Regions from separate parts of the Macaca mulatta genome. Here region 1 is linked to region 2. The links are chromatin contacts, called in public Hi-C maps. All regions are on one chromosome and are shown on one strand. Each heading gives the region's core, a stretch centred on a gene start, on an enhancer-like site or on the middle of the called end of the contact. The rest is flanking DNA. Distances are from core to core; before and after follow the strand shown.

Region 1 (4,365 bases), core at 247-2,746, 65 kb after region 2:
CACGGCCGCGTGCCGCGTTCCCGCCAGCCGCTCCCCCACCCAACGGCCGTTCGGCTCACAGGACCAGGGTGACGTCATGGCTGGAAATAGCCGCGGGGCCAGCGGGGCGGGGCCGCCCAGGAAGCGCAAGACAAAGCTGCGCGGGGCACACGCCCCCTCCTCGCCCCAGCCGACCCGGGCGCGCCCCGCGCGGCCGCCGCCCCGCCCGGCTCCAAAGCCCGCCCAGGCCCCCACCGGCGCGGCCGCAGCGAGGACCCGCAGGCCCCACCTCCCGCTTTCACAGGCCCGCGGGTCCCGCACCGCGTCCCCCGCCTCGCCCCTCGCTCAGACGAGTAGTCCAGCCGCGGCAGCCCCACTACTCACTGCGCGCGCGTCGTCTGGGCCCGCGGAGTCCGGCGTGTGCATCGTGCCGGGCAGCCGGGAGCAACAAAGCGGCCGCGGGGCGTAAGGTCGGCGCAGCAGCGGCCGCACGTGCGCGGTGGGCGACGGTGGCGGCTACCCGGAGCTTCTGCGGCCGGCACGCGCCTCGCCCGCCCGCGCGGCTCTGCCCCGGCGCGGCCCTCGCGGCGCGGGAGGGGCGGGGCGGCTGCGGAGGGAGCGGCCGGCGGGGCGGGGCGCGGAGGCGAACCAAAATACACCGCGCCCCCCGTCGGGGCGGGGCCTGCCGCCGCCAGCCAATTCGCACCGGGCCCGTGACCGGCCGGCCAATGAGCGCCGCGGGGGGCCGCGTGATCGGAGCCTGGCCGCGGCGTGATCGGGCAGGGCGGGACGCGGCACGTGTTTTGGTCGGAGAGAGGGGCGGGGCCTGAGGCCCTGGAAAGTAAGGGAAAGGTCGCGGGGGCGCGCGGGGCGGAGAAGGCGGCGCGGCGGCGGCGGCGGCGGCGCCTGGGGAAATCCCAGGGCGGGGTTCGGACTCGGTGCGGGGAGGGGGGACCGCGCTTATAGGAACCTCCTCTAGCCCCACCGGCTGAATCAGTCGGTAGCGGAGACCCACCTAGAGGCTTCAACCCGGCTTTCGTTGTTTTTATTTCTGTCACTCTCCCTTCGTTTCTTTGGAGTGAGCCCATGACCTGAGAGGTCGGAAAGCTGGCTGGTTCTAGGCGACATTCTTGCATCCGGTCATTTTTGCAGACACCCGGAGTCAGAGCTTCTCGGCCTGAGTGTCCGCTGATGCCCCTCCTCTGGCGTCTCTGGGCCTCTTCCGCTCTGTTACGGGGTCAGGGGAAGCCGAGACGGGCAGTCACCCAAAAGACGCCCGCTGAAACCCGCTCATTCTTCCCAGGCCCCGAGAAAACGCCGCCCACTCCGGGCAGTCCTCGAGCCTGCAGGAGAGATCTAGCCTGGTGTCCAGGGCACCTTTTTTTTTCTCCCTATATTTCGGTTGCTGGCGTCTCTTGGTGTGGTTTGCCCACGTTTGCAGCGCCAGGTTCATGGAGAGCAGGAACTATGCTGTTTATTTGCGTCGCCGCAGCCTTCAGCTCAGGGAGGAGTCACCCCTCCGTCTGTCCACTGCGCGCGCATTTGCTGAGCCGCGATGCGTGTTGGCGCTTAGTACAAAGGGCAGAGGCCGCAGTGAGGAATCGTCCTTAAAAGCTCACATCCAGGGAGTGGGAGCAGAGAGAGAATCCCAGCACCCGGGGGCTTTGCTCTGAGCCAGAGAAGCCTGGGCTCAAGGGAACAGGCCGGGTCCCACCACTCACCTGAGCAGGGCTCTGGTCCCCACTTGTTCCTGCGGGGCCCACTCTGGTTGAGCAGAGGGGTTGAGCAGGCTGAGGAGAAGGTGTTTGCTGAAACAGTAAGAGGGTTTAAGTGAACCGTGATAAACCGCTCTCATGAAGACCCCGGAGGCTCTGACAGGGGTGCAGGGTGTTGTGTATGTGAAAAGTTAAGTCTTAGATACAGACTGGAATATTCTCTTTTGCCTGGCCTCCTGCTTTCGCCTTACAACTGGTCTCCCTGCGTCCGTCCGCTCCAGCTCCCACAGCCCCTTGCCACTCAGCACCCCCGGGGGTCTTTAACCTTCTCAGTGGCTCCCACTGTACTCAGCGTAATGCTTCTGCTCCCCACTGTGGCTTGTGAGCTCCTGCAGGGACCCAGCCCCTCCGTCTCCAGCCCCACGACTCTCCCCACTCCCCCGAGGGACAGCCCGGGCCTCCTCCTGGACACCTGTCTCACCAGCCCCTCTGCCGTCTCCAGGTCCTTGCACCTGCTGTTCCCTAGAATGCTTTTCCCCCTTATGTCCCCTTTGCTCTTACCCGCAGTCCACCTAGAGAGGCCTCCTCTAGCGAACGCACCCTTGGGGAGACCTCCAGTCCCCTTCTCCCGGGCCTTCTTGTTTTCTTCCTTCACAACACTTTCCATGAACTGTCCCTTTTCCATTACTTCAGTTATTTGCTTATCATCTGTCTCCCCATCAGAAGGACTCTCCCAAGGCCAGGGAGCCTGGCTGTGTAATTCATCCACGTAGGTGAATGAGCGAATCTAAGGTATCTAGCAGCTTCCCTGCTTGAACATCTTGTGGGCACCTCTAATTGTGTCCTTAAAACTGAACTCAGGGCCGGGCGCGGTGGCTCACGCCTGTAATCCCAGCACTTTGGGAGGCCAAGGTGGGCGGATCACCTGAGGTCAGGAGTTCAAGACCAGCCGGGCCAACATGATGAAACCCCGTGTCTTCTAAAAATATAAAAATTAGCCGGGCGTGGTAGCGGGCGCCTGTAATCCCAGCTACTCGGAGACTAAGGCAGGAGAATCACTTGAACCCAGGAGGCAAAGATTGCACTGAGCTGAGATCGCACCACTGCACTCCAGCCTGGGTGACAGAGACTCAGTCTGAACAAACAAACAAACAAAAAACTGAACTCAGATTCCACCCAAATCTGGATTTCTCACCTCTCTGAAGGGGACAACTGGAGACCCTATTCCTTGATCTAGAAACCTGAGCATCACCTTTACCTCCTCCCTTTCCCACAGTTGCTTTCTTCTGCCAATTATGCCATGCCCTTCTTCCTTCTCAGTTCCTCTCAAACTCTTATGTCACCCATGCCAGCCCTTGTCCTGGCCACCACCTGCTCGTCTGAATTGTTGCCACTGCCTCCCAATAGGTCTCCCTCCCTCCAGCCAGACGCCCTACAATCTGCCATCACCTTACTGCCAGAATGCTCTTCTGGAAGTAGAGATGGAGCTGAACCTGTATTCAAGCCTCAGTTGGAATCCAAACAGTTATAGGACTGACTTCAGGCTCCGTGGCCGGGAACCCATGAGTCTTTGTAACCAGGCTCCAGCCAGCACTTCCTGCATCATTTCTGACCAGTTTCCCAAATTGCTTTCCCTGCTACCTTCCTGCCCCCAGTGACCCAATACAGAACCCTGTACTCCCAAGGTTATGCCACTCTCCTGTTTCTAGGCAGCATTCCTTCTGCGTGGAACACGCCAACCCTTGTCTGCTTTGACCCTGCAAGACTGCATGAGATGGCCAGGCATGGTGGCTCACACCTGTAATCCCAGCACTTTGGGAGGCCGAGGTGGACAGATCACCTGAGGTCAGGAGTTTGAGGCCAGCCTGGCCAGCATGGTGAAACCCCGTCTCTACTGAAAATACAAAAAATTAGCCAGGCGTGGTGGCAGGCACCTGTAATCCCAGCTACTCGGGAGGCTGAGGCAGGAGAATCGCTTGAACCCAGGAGGCAGAGGTTGCAGTGAGCCAAGGTCATGCCGTTGCACTCCAGCCTGGGCTACAAGAGTGAAACTCTGTTTAAAAAAAAAAAAGAAAAGAAAAACAAAAGAAAAAGACTGCATATGACTGCCCGGCAAAGGCCTCCCTGATACCCCCAAATAGCTGATGCTTCAGCAGAAGGCAGTGTGCCTGGGCTTTGGAGTCAGACCTGGATACAAATCCTTGTTTTGCTGGTGTGACCTTGCCAAGTCTTCTTTCCTGCAGGACAGAAGGCGGCAGCAGCTCTCCCTGACTTGGCACTCTGGCTTCTCTTGTCCCAGGCTCTGTTTCTGCTCCTTGGACAGCAAGCGTTTGTGGGAACTGTGACCTCTTCAGCCATGAGCCCCTGTTCTGCCCACATCTAGCCCATCTTCCAGATGGACAGACAGGCTGTGGTCGTTGCCAAACCCCTAATTCTGGCCCTGCCCACAGTCAGAGGGATGGCAATTTGTAAACTACAGACTATTGCGAATCATTCACTTGGAGACTTCACTAAGACCACTGGCACCTGGCTCCATAGGCCCTCGGGAAGAGCATGGTCTGGCAGGCAGACTGGATGTGGCCTGCAGACCTCAGGGGAGAGTGTGAGCCTGCAGGTCAGAATGCCACCACTTTCTCCTGTGTCCTTCCAGAGAGGGCCTGTGGCTGTGCAC
Region 2 (4,428 bases), core at 964-3,463:
GAAGACAGCGAAGCTTGCAGGACTCACACCGAGCTCTCTGAAACTTTAAGTGTGCTGGCACCACTAACTAACTATGCCCCACAGTTAGCCCCCCTTGCCAACGGGAACCTCCAAGTGCATTTATGTCTGAGGTGTCACGGTCCCCCCTGCAGGGGTCTTCGGGGGTCCTCCGATTACCTCCTCGGCAGTCCAGAAGGAAGCCTCCGCCTTCTTATACATCTGCCAGATATCATGGTACTCGATGGGGAAGATGACAAAGCGGCGGGGGTTTTCTCTCAGCAGCGGTTCATCCTCCACGCCGGGGGCAGCTGCTTTAGTTTTCTGTTGGGGAAGAAAATAAAACATTCAAGTACGGGGCGAACCATATGAAACTAATGTTTTTCTCACCAAGTCCGTTCCATGGGCGGCAATTTCATGGGACCCGATGTGAAAACGTGGCTGTCCCGTCGCACTCCGTGGGTCGCAGCAGAGGAGCGCACGCCCAAACCGGGAAATGGGCCGAGGGGCACGGGAGGTCGCCCTGGGGAGGGGCCGCGTAGGCGGGAAAGGAACCGGCGCGGGAGTGTGAACAGCTGAGGAGACAATGCGGTTTTGGCGCCAAGACGCCCAAGGCCGCCCCTGGCCCCTCTGCCCCACGCCCGTCACTCACCGGCTCCACGGGCTCCTGGAAGATCCTCCTCGCGGTCTTGCTGGCCAGGACGCGGGCCCCGCTCAGGGCTGGCGGCTGCAGGGAGACGTGTGTGAGTCGGAGGCGGCTTCGCTTCCCTGCCTCCCTCCCCGGTCCGCAGCACCCTCCCCGCGCGCTCACCGTGTTCTCCTTGTCTACCAGGCTTAGCCCCTTCAGCGGCGAGAGCTGCAGCTGCTGCGGGTTCGTGATGGGCGCGAGCGGGATGCGGACGGAGAGCATAGTGGCGGCGCAGCGAAGTACAGCGACAGGCCAGAACAGGATGGCTGGGACGCGAAGCACGGGCGACCCCTCGGTCCAGCAGCCTTTAAATCTCCCGTGCCGGCCCTTCCCATTCGCTTTGGCGCCCCGGCCCTTCCCATTGGCTGTGCCGTGCCCCCGACCCTTCCATTGGCTGCACCTTGACCCCACCCAGGCTGGCCGCGGGACAGCGCGCGATTTTCAAGCGCAGCGCGGGAGCCTCCGCCGGCGCCTTCCGGGGACCACCGGGGACACCCCCGTGGACGCCCCCCGGGACCTCCCGGTTCCCCCCGCTCCGTCCGCTGGCTGGGTCGGGGGCGCCGCCGCCCGGGCCTCCACAGGTCCCACGGGACCAGGACCGCAGTCCCTGAGAGTCTCGGCGGCGTTGGCGCGCGCGGGCCCCGGTTCGCCCGGGAACCGTTTGGGATTGCGTGAGGCGCAGCGATTGGAGCCCGCGGGCGCGCTTCCCAAAAGCGCCTCCTCCCAGCCGCGCCGCCGCAGGGCAGGAGACTTTGCCAACGAGGTTGGTGCAAAGGCCTGGAAGACGCTCCTGGGTCGGGGGAGGCGTTGCTGCGACCCTTTCGATCTGTGTCCCTGGGGTGGGAGTGCAAGGGCCCCGAGCCCTGACATTTGGGCGGGGTGGTCGGCGAGGACCCTACAGCCTAAAAGTTAGGGCTGCTGAGCCCCGCGGCTCGTTTTGTTGTGACTGGGACATGCGACCAGGCTTCTTACAGATTCGGCGTCCCCCTGAGTAAAATGGGACTCGTCACCGCGTGGGGTGTTAATGTGGTGAGGAGAGCATTCGTTGAGATGACTCATGTAAAATGTGCAGTCCTTCGTAAACCTTCAAACTCCAGGACACGGAGAGAAGGCCCTTGGTGCAATTTTCCACAGAAATCCTGTCTCCTGTCAGACCCCTGTCCCCTATTGTCACCCTTGCTTTAAGAATTGCAAACTGTGGCTGGGCGCGGTGGCTCACGCCTGTAGTCCCAGCACTTTGGGAGGCCGAGGCAGGAGGATTGTTTGAGGCCAAGAGCTGGAGACCAGCCTTGGCAACATAGTGAGACCCCGCCCCCATTAAAAAAAGAAAAAAAAAACTTGTTTTAATTGCAAACTGAGCAAAAATTCCTGGGAGAAAGTTCACAGAATGATTTTAGAACTAGGATTTAATGTACTACTCATTGGGCATCAAATATGCTGAAGAGGAGTTTGAAAACACTGAGGTAGAGCCTGGAACTTAGCAACAGCTTTCATTTAATTGTCTATGTGGCTTTCCGATTTGCCAGGCCCTGCAACGGCAAAATGCCAAAAATAAAGGAAGAGAAAGAAACTTTAAGATCCAAGAAGAAATCATTAACCTGAGAAAGCTTCAACAGCTGCACTCAGGGCTGTTATTGAGAGACTCGGGACTTTTTACAAAGCCTTTTCTAGATACTTTATAGAGGGTGGGGTTGGACAGATACCCTCCCCATCTAGGTCTGTTTCTCTCATTTCTTAAAAGTACTACGGACTTGTATTCAAAGTATTCTCGTGTTGCAGGGATAAGTGACCATCACATTCCTTACACAAAGCCACAACCAAAACTTTGGTGTAGCATGATTTGTTTAAAGCAACTTGCCATCCATTGCCAGTTTCACCCCCAAACACACTAAAGCATCCATCTCCAGGAAATTGGTATTTTTATTGATTACTTTATGGCTGATAAAGCTATTATCTAACAAAATTATAATTTCTTGGTGTAATACTCAACTCAGATTTCAATGTCCCATAATCAACGTCTAAAGCCCTGGTTTTGGTTGCCCTACGGCGCCACGTGCTTTTTTGCTCCTGTTAAACTCACTGTTAACTGAAATAGCCAGAGGTGGCTTCACTTACAGTTTAGTTCCTGGCCACGTAATTAACAGCCATTGTAGAAGGCGCGGAAAGATGCGTACGTGTTAGAGGCCAGGTGAAGTCGCCATCCTCCCCTCCCGCGCTGAACCTGAGTCATCTCGGCGTGGCCCTCCTCCCTCCAGGTCCGGCATCTTTGCCCCGCTGCGGAGGTGGCGGCGCCCACGGCCACGCGGCAATGCGGAAGGTTCCGCCTCTGGGGGGTCGGGCAAAGCAGCCACTCCCGGGAGGGCGCCCGCCGCCGCCGCCGCAGGCGCCGGGCTGCTGCTAGCGCCGGGATTTACTCCTTTTTCCGTCGGTGCTCGTTTTTTTGGTTTTATTTAAGTGAACAGACAAGGGTCTCGCTTGTTTGCCCAGGCTGATCTCAAACTCCTGGCCTCAAGCGATCCTCCCTCCGCCTCCCTAAGCCCCGGGATTCCTGGCGGGAGCCACTTGAGCGCGCGTTTTGACATCTGCATCTACACCATTGGTCTGCACGGGAGGCCCCGCCCCGTTCCCCGGAAGGCTCCTCTGCATTCCCAGCCTCAGGTGCCCCGCCCCGTTTCCGCTGCGCGCTCTCCCGCTCATACGCCCCCAGCCCGGACAGGTTTGCAGGTCCCTGGCCAAGGTTAGCGCGACTTCCAAAAGGCTGTTCCTACCTGTCCACCATTAGGGTGGAAAAACCGCGGCCCGGGGAGCTCAGCACTCACTGTGTACCAGACGCCGTGCCGAAGGTGGTCATAATAATAATTACGGCTGCAGCACCCACAGCCTCTGGGCACCTGGATCGTGTGAGGCTGGGTTTTTTTTGTTTTGTTTTGTTTTGTTTTAGTTTTTTGGTTTTTTTGTTTTGAGACAGGGTCTCGCTCTGTTGCCCAGGCTGGTGGCTGCATCATAGTTCACTGCAGCCTCAACTTTCCGAGCTCAAGCGATCCTCCCACCTCAGCCTCCCAAGTAGCTAGGACTGCAGGCATGCACCACTCTGCCAGGCTAATTTTTAAATTTTTTGTAGAGATGGGTTCTCGGTATGTCACCCGGGCTGGTCTTGAACCCCTGGGCTCAAGCCCTCCACCCGCCTTGGCCTCCCAAAATGCTCAGATTACAGGCGTGAGCCACCGTCCCACCGGGGTTGGTATTTTTAACCCCGTTTCATAGGTGAGGAAATGAAGACCTGAGAGGCAAGGAAACTGCCCAAGGTCGCACAGCACAACTGCACAGCAGAACGTTTCTACCCTAACTTTTTATTATGAATGTTTTCAACATACAGAATAATGGAACGATTGCTAGCATTCGCCCACTACCTAGGATTCAACAGCTGTTTCTATTTTGCCATATTTGCCTCATGGCAAATATGGCAGACACCCCCTCTGTGGGTGTGTGAGGCTTATGCTTTTTTATGGATCATTTGAAAGTGATAGATATCATGACCCATTACCCCTAAACGTTTCAGCTCCTAAAAATAAGGACACTCTCTAACATCACCACAATACCACATTTATCCCTAGGAAAACTAACAATACTCCAGTATCACCTAATATCCAGTCCATATTCCTGTTTTTCCAATTGTTTCAAAAATGTCTCATAGTTTTTTGGATTTACTTTTTTTATGCAGGATCTAATTAAGTACATGCATT

The links. Hi-C and Micro-C count contacts between places; a contact is called where the count stands out from the background.
Region 1: a contact with region 2 is called in a Hi-C map of CD4 T cells, with 2.0 times the contacts expected there. The contact joins the promoter of KLF11 here to the promoter of RRM2 in region 2. A contact is called at or near these places in 2 of 14 Hi-C or Micro-C datasets (CD4 T cells and fetal cortex germinal zone).

The regions. Positions count from the first base shown.
Region 1 is chr13:114,767,023-114,771,387 of T2T-MMU8v2.0, forward strand. KLF11 (KLF transcription factor 11) reads right to left here and starts at 1,497. Exons shown (of 4, transcript XM_015111689.3): 1 at 995-1,497. It overlaps LOC144333914 (a long non-coding RNA gene), which reads left to right and starts at 3,680. Exons shown (of 2, transcript XR_013403057.1): 1 at 3,680-4,365.
Region 2 is chr13:114,701,533-114,705,960 of T2T-MMU8v2.0, forward strand. RRM2 (ribonucleotide reductase regulatory subunit M2) reads right to left here and starts at 2,214. Exons shown (of 14, transcript XR_013403056.1): 1 at 809-2,214; 2 at 650-724; 3 at 178-321.